Regions from separate parts of the Sus scrofa genome. Here region 1 is linked to region 2. A link is a contact called in public Hi-C data. All regions are on one chromosome and are shown on one strand. Each heading gives the region's core, a stretch centred on a gene start, on an enhancer-like site or on the middle of the called end of the contact. The rest is flanking DNA. Distances are from core to core; before and after follow the strand shown.

Region 1 (3,242 bases), core at 125-2,624, 680 kb after region 2:
AAAATTCTGGAAACCTACTGAAATTACGGAACTGAAATGGAATTAAATTGAGTTTATTTAAACAGAAAAAATTTTACCAGCAAAAAACCTAACTTTTAAGTAAGTCATCCTAAAGACAAAAGGTCTTCAAGTGGATCTGACTTTAAGGGCTAGCAACATTTCCTATTCTTTTCCCTCTTGATTCTGAGTCAAATAATTACTGCGAACAATTAAAGGAACACTTTTTCCTGGTAGTGGTGATTCAGGAGATTGTCGAAAATGGAAAAATGATTAAAGCGATAAACCAGGTTGCAAAGAAGTCTTTCTGGAGTCACGTAAAGCCAGTGAACTGGAAACTCTGGATAATTAATAGATACACACCAAGAGCGGAGCCAGGAGCAGGTGCAAGTCCAGCCAAGAGTTGGAGGCGGGCAGAGAACAGTCACTGCCATATCCTTTTGCTTCCACCACGAAAGACTACCCCCAACCCGAACCGTCTCTCTCTGAAACGTCCCTAATACTCAGTACCCGCCCAGAGGTACCCCCTCCTCCACAAGAACCTCTTACAATCCCAACTGCCCAGACAAGAGGCAGGCTGCTTTCACTTACTGAGCTGTCCCCCACCCGATGTCGTACTCGGCTCCCGACCTCCTGCGCCTCCAATGCCAGCTGCTCCAGGGATTCCCGGCGCCCCCATCCCAGGCGGGGTCCCACTCTGCCTCTCGAAGTTACCAGGATTGGAGAAGTAGTCGCGCAGCCGGGGCAGCTCGCGGCCGCTCTCCAACAGCTCCGTGTGCAGCTCCAGGGCTGTCAGCAAGTATTGATCGCGCAACAGCTGAGCCGCGATCGCATCAATTGACAATCTGGCGGGGGTCTCCCCGGTGCTCCCTAGTGTCACTGCAGTCGCTGACCCCTCCCCAGGGAGCCCTGGTCTTGCACTGCTTCCTAAGGCCACGGGATCCTGGGGCGATAGCGAGTCTGCAGAGCCAGGATCTAGGCCGCTCCCAGAACTGAGCCTAAGTCCTGCCCGCCGCTCGTCGGTCGCTGAAACCTCGTCGTCGTCCTCGTCTGAATCGCTGAGGAATGGATTCACGCCGCCGCCACCACCTCCAGGCGCCATCGCCGCCATCTTACACTGTCAGGAGTGTGGGCGCCTCCCTGTCTGGATCAGACAGGCCGCAGCCTGAATTCCAGCTAAGCTTGAGCAGGCACTGTGCACCTCCACAGCCCCGGCCTCACTAGGTCCCGCCTCCTCACCTGGAGACAAGGCCCAGGCTCGGAGGCAAATGGTCCGGATGCAGCGCAGTAGCAACAGCAGCAGCCGCTGCCTTAGCAGCAGCTGCACCAGCAGCCGGGCTCTGCAGGCGTCTTCCTGGTCCCCAGTCTCGCGAGAAATGGCGCGGGCCCTGCCCCTCTTTCTGCCCCAGCCCCGCCCCTCCCCGCCCCGCCCGTTCTCAACCCCAGCCAGCAAAGATTGGGAGCCCCGCTCCCAGCTCAGAGGCAAAGCCCCTCCCCCACTCCTATTTTATTGGCCGATGGAGGGGGGCGGGGACTGGAGTTACGGAGTACGGGCCCAAGAATTATCGCGAGAGCAGCTCTGGTCAGGTAAGTATCGGGGGCGTTCCACGATAAGGGGCAGTTATGACGGTGGCCTAGGAACGTTCTCTTGGCTTTCCTTTCGGGGACCTAGGGGAACTCTGCTACAGAGCTGGATCGGCCTTCGCGCTGAGAAGACCTCATTCCTGAGATCAGGCCTCACCTGGATAAGCCCAGGTAAAGTCAGGGGACTAGAGAGGAGAGGTGTGGTGGTTCTGAAGCTGGCCTCACGGCCTCTGACGCGCTGCTTCACTTTTCCTTAGGATACTTCGCTTTTTCTTACTGTGTGCTGCTAATGACATGTTCTCCGCAAGTGTAGCAAGTGCCCAGGGCAGGGGCAGCAGTCTGAATGTGGCTTCTGTTCCTTGCTTTCTCACCTTAGGCCTGGGGACCGCCTACTTACCACCGAGTTAGAGGTAGAGCGGTATGCGGTAGGGTGAGGGTATGGGAGGTGGAGGGAGTAAATAGAAGACAGAACTCAAAGGTTTGGTTGGGTAAAGTTATATTCCATTGAAGCAGTAAAGTATCTCCTTTAGCTCTGTGAAAAAATACAAATAGAGTATTCTTTCATATCCTTAGGGCACGTTATTGGTTCATGTAAATGTATGCCAACATTTAAATGTAGGCTTAATTTCAGTTTACCAGACTCGGTAAACTAAAATTTCATTGGAGTGAAGTTTTGGGTTTTTTGTTTTGTTTTTGGTAGAAGTGTTTTGATGTTGTTAGTAGTAAGAATTTGAAGTATTTTTTGAATAGAATATTAGCTCCTAATGTTTGAATTCTAAATTGTTGTGTGTCTGCCATATATTGAAGAAAAGCATGGGGAAAAAAATCCCAGATCTTAGGGAAATTATGTCAAAATAGGCTACGCGCTGTCCTGTTACATATTTCTTAGCAAAAAAGATTGCTGATCCTCATTGTAACTAAGTTTGTCAGAGAGATTGAAAATGGAACCAATGTAATGGAGGAATGGTAGGGATTAGGGAATGTCATGGAAAGGGCATGATTAGAAATGGATTGGCTATATACAGCATTTCCATGTCTGTAATGCGGCATTTTAGAAATCTTTTGTATTTAAGGTCCCTGCACTTAGAGTCCTCCCTTCAAGGATTATGCTTATTGAGCTGAAGAGCCTAAAGCTCATATCCCAGTTTTGGCAATTATTTGCTGTGAGACTTTAAAATTAGAGTTCCTTAATTCTCTCAGCTTCATCTGTCAAGGGGATACTCTGAAAGTTCACAGAATTAGGAATATGCTTGTCACAGTACCTGGTGCCTAGTATACAATAAATCTGTCGTTATAGTCAGTTATCAATTAATGTAATATTAGTATATATTGTGAATATTTGACAGGTTTTTAAAAATAAAGCAAAGCAAACCCAATGTCAAGTGTTTAGTAACTACAGCCAGAAAAAGCAGTCAAGTTAGTAGGCCCCAAAGGGACTATCTTTAATATAGGGTCTGATTTCTAGAATGAAAGTTGAAAATAGATTTAAAATGTATTTCCTCAGAGAGTTGTCAAAAGTTGTATGTAGAAGTTCTTCCATGATTGACTTCCTAAAACACATCAGTAGTTTCCTGAGTCTATTTTGTATCCTATAATCATGGACTTGTTTACCTTCCAACCCCATAACAAATCAACTGGCCATACTTCTCAGTAAGTACTTT
Region 2 (3,338 bases), core at 646-3,145:
AGTGGAATAGTTTGTAAAGATTCAGTTGCACAAAATGCATTTTGGGGGATGAACTGCAAGAAAATGAAGCTCAATGTCTAGAAATGAGGAAAGCCTATTTTCTCTACCATTCCCTCATCTCTCTCTCCTGTAACAGTTCCAACAGGTGTTTCTCTAGGAGTTTTTAATTTTAAAAAGTCTTTTTGGAGTTCCCATCGTGGCACAGTGGAAACAAATCCAACTAGGAACCATGAGGTTTCAGGTTCGATCCCTGGCCTTGCTCAGTGGGTTGAGGATCGGGTGTTGCTGTGAGCCATGGTGTAGGTTGCAGACGCGGCTCGGATCCTACATTGCTGTGGCTCTGGCGTAGGCGGGCAGCTACAGCTCAGATTATAGACCCCTAGCCTGGGAACCTCCATATGCCACGGGTGTGGCCCTAAAAAGACAAAGAATAAAAATAAAAAAGTCCTTTTGCTATGTTCCCAATTATATTCTATTTGACCACCTTAAGTTCTTCGTTTACAGCAATGACACAATTTCCACTTAGATAAGGCTTTGCTATCTACAGATTAGCTGGTGTGGTCACTGGGGAGGTAGGAGGGCAGATACCACAGAGCCCACACTTTATAGAAATTCTATTCCTGATGTGTCAGACCGAATTCAAAATGACTCCTGATGTGTGTTCACATGGGAATTGTTCTTTTTCTCCCCACTGGGCAGTGCCAACAAAGAGCTGACTCATATTGTCCTGTAAGATCCAAAGCATATTATAAGTTTTTGTGCATTTATTTTTCACCACGGGGAAGAGAGGATTAGATGGATGTTGGAAATGGACTTCTTTTTCCCAGGTTGATGCTACGATCCTGGTTATACCTCTTGATATGTCTGCATATCAGCTTCCCACGGAAAAACTGCCCATAACAGGAGTCAGTCGTCAGTTGTACTACCTCACAAAGCTGATCTCCAGGGGGAATAGGAAAAAGGCTCAATGCAGCTTCTCTGACTACTTTAATAGTGCTTGGGCTTGCTTTCTGTCATGTGTCTAGGAAAAGAATAAGTACCTGAAATTTCCTTCTTTTGGAAGAGGGCAGGAAGGAGCAAAAAGTTATACCCATTTCCACCCCAAATCTAATCTCACCAGCAGGTGGTGCTGTGACAAAAGCAATCTGCAGAAACCACAGCGGACCAGTTGGTGTCCCGATTCCTGAGACTGCCTTCTGCAAAATCAGGATCCTGTGGGCAACACGTGGCAGCCCCTGGCTGACCCAACACCAGACAATTTCCAGGGTCCTCAGCAGGGAATGCTGAGTCTATCAGCAAGGCCACGAGCCTTCTCAGAGCCTCTGAGTTTCCGCTCCAACCTCCCACCCTGCCCTCTCCCAGTTAAATTCACTGGCTCTCCCAGCAGGAAAGAGAGAACGCTGTAGGTGGATGCCCTTCGCCCTCATACTCACCTTGGAGAGCCCACGGCTTTGAGGATCTTCAAATATTAAGCACAACAGTTTTATAAGCAATTCTACATTCTTAGACGCTGCCTTGATGAAAGTGAAGAGGAGCTCCTCAGGAAACAGCTGGGAGGCTTCGAGGCAAAAGCAAGCAGGCCTATTTGGTGGATCTCTGTCTCTTTAGCTACTTAATATGTGTTCATCTGTTCCTTTTCATCCACATGCCTGTTTACTCCAAGCTCCCAAAGGGCGGTTCCTTATCTCCATAGAACCTTCTGTGCGGCATGTGCTCAATGTGACTGAATGATATAACCACCTGAGAAGCCAGCACTGACCGAACTGATGGCCTTAGGAAAACACCAATGCCAAGCTCGAGCCCTTCTCCCAATCAGCTACATGGGACTTGTGGGCACAAGCAGTTGCCGTGGGGCCTATTGTGAGCTCCTCAGTTGGCCACACTCCGGGCAGAAATGCTGACTCCTCTGCAAGTGGGCTGCAGCGGAATCAGGTCCACACTGGCAGTCTGCATAGGCCCTGCATGTGCCAACAGGGGAGCCCTCCCCTTGAGAGATTTAAGAACTGAGGACATCAGAGAGCCAGGCCAGAGGTGCAGTGACCATGGCACTGGGGTGAAAACCCAGAGCCCTCCAAGTCTGCACTGATATTGAGGAGGTGATTTTGCTCCTGGTCTAGAGCAGAGAGCTCTGCCTGGGTTTTGGCACACTTGTCTTTTGGTCACTAGGCCCCTTCCGGGGCTGAGATAAGCTCAGTCTTCCAAAGCCTAGTGGTTTTCAAAGTGCATACTGTACAAGCAGCCTGACATGTAATGAAGAAAGGACATCACCAAGACAAGGTTGGTCCATCGATCTGGCCACCCAGTGAAGGGACAGACAGCCCATTACCGAGTCTACAAGAAAGACCAACTGCCATGTCTTGTCACTCAACCAGCCAGGTACCAGTTGAGGGGGCAGACTGAAAGAAGCTGGTCCACACAAGACAGAAGACCAACAGCATCTTCAACACATGGTTCCCAAGATGCAGGGTGGGGTGAGGGGTGCAGTGCTACAGTCTGTAAATGGGGCCAGTATGTCAACTAGGAATACAGGATTTTCTAGTGGACCCCACTACACAGACATTATTTCTACTAGGGGTAGAGAGTGAGGCAACTGGCTCCTGATTTTCATGGTTCGAATATAGATCTATAAATCTGTTCACATGATTGAGGGACCCCTGAGAGAACTGGGGACAAACTTGGCTTTGTGGGAGAAGTTTTCCAGGAATCTCCTCTATGCAACTTCTGTCTGCTCCCTGCTAACATCTATCCTACACAATAATGACAAGAAATAGGTTGTAAAATCAGCTATGCATAATGTTAACCATAGGGTTTTTTCACTACCTTCTTTCAATGTCAGTTAACCTAATGGGTGTCTTCCCTCCAAAAAAAAGAAAAGTCAGTTATGTGCTAACCCCAAAGTTCCATGCATTCACTCCCAACCCAAGCTGTGATCATCTGCAAGACACATCTGGCTCCTGAGACAAAAGCAGATGGGTCCAGTACTTGTAAATTTTATATTTATTATAACAAAAATTATGACATGTTCATTTGTGCATTCTGCCATAATATAACTCTTGGTATGTAAATGATCTAACTGAACTCTATACAATCATGCTGATTGTGGTGGCAGTAAGGAACACAGTTAAAAAGTGTCTGCAAAAGTCAAAAGGCTGGGTGGGAACAGGAAAGGAAGAAAAAAGGTGCAGAGGCCTCTCAGGTACAGGTTCCTTTCCAGTGGTGTAGGATCCACCTTATTTGAACAGCAATGCTCTTAGCTGCTCAGGCTCATCATTTAAAGAACTAAAAAGGTGGGGGTCGAGGTGGGTGTGGGCAGGAGGGTGCACCAGAGGGGGAGGAAG

What was found. Hi-C and Micro-C count contacts between places; a contact is called where the count stands out from the background.
Region 1: a contact with region 2 is called in a Hi-C map of retroperitoneal adipose tissue, with 1.9 times the contacts expected there. The contact joins the promoter of KIAA1468 here to the enhancer-like site in region 2. A contact is called at or near these places in 5 of 47 Hi-C or Micro-C datasets (embryonic fibroblasts, fetal skeletal muscle, heart right ventricle and 2 more).

Annotation. Positions count from the first base shown.
Region 1 is chr1:159,316,301-159,319,542 of Sscrofa11.1, forward strand. KIAA1468 (lisH domain and HEAT repeat-containing protein KIAA1468 homolog) reads right to left here and starts at 1,375. Exons shown (of 29, transcript XM_005654481.3): 1 at 589-1,375. The coding sequence starts at 1,108. PIGN (GPI ethanolamine phosphate transferase 1) reads left to right here and starts at 1,434. Exons shown (of 28, transcript XM_021099782.1): 1 at 1,434-1,584.
Region 2 is chr1:158,639,831-158,643,168 of Sscrofa11.1, forward strand. It overlaps PHLPP1 (PH domain leucine-rich repeat-containing protein phosphatase 1), which reads right to left. Exons shown (of 17, transcript XM_021099624.1): 17 at 2,980-3,338. Among named protein-coding and RNA genes, the nearest start is that of PHLPP1, 220 kb to the right of the region's middle. Within about 2 kb of position 1,896, at least 11 of the 83 cell types and tissues checked have an H3K27ac peak or open chromatin away from gene starts, as enhancers often do. A contact at or near this core is called in retroperitoneal adipose tissue, where this site is marked.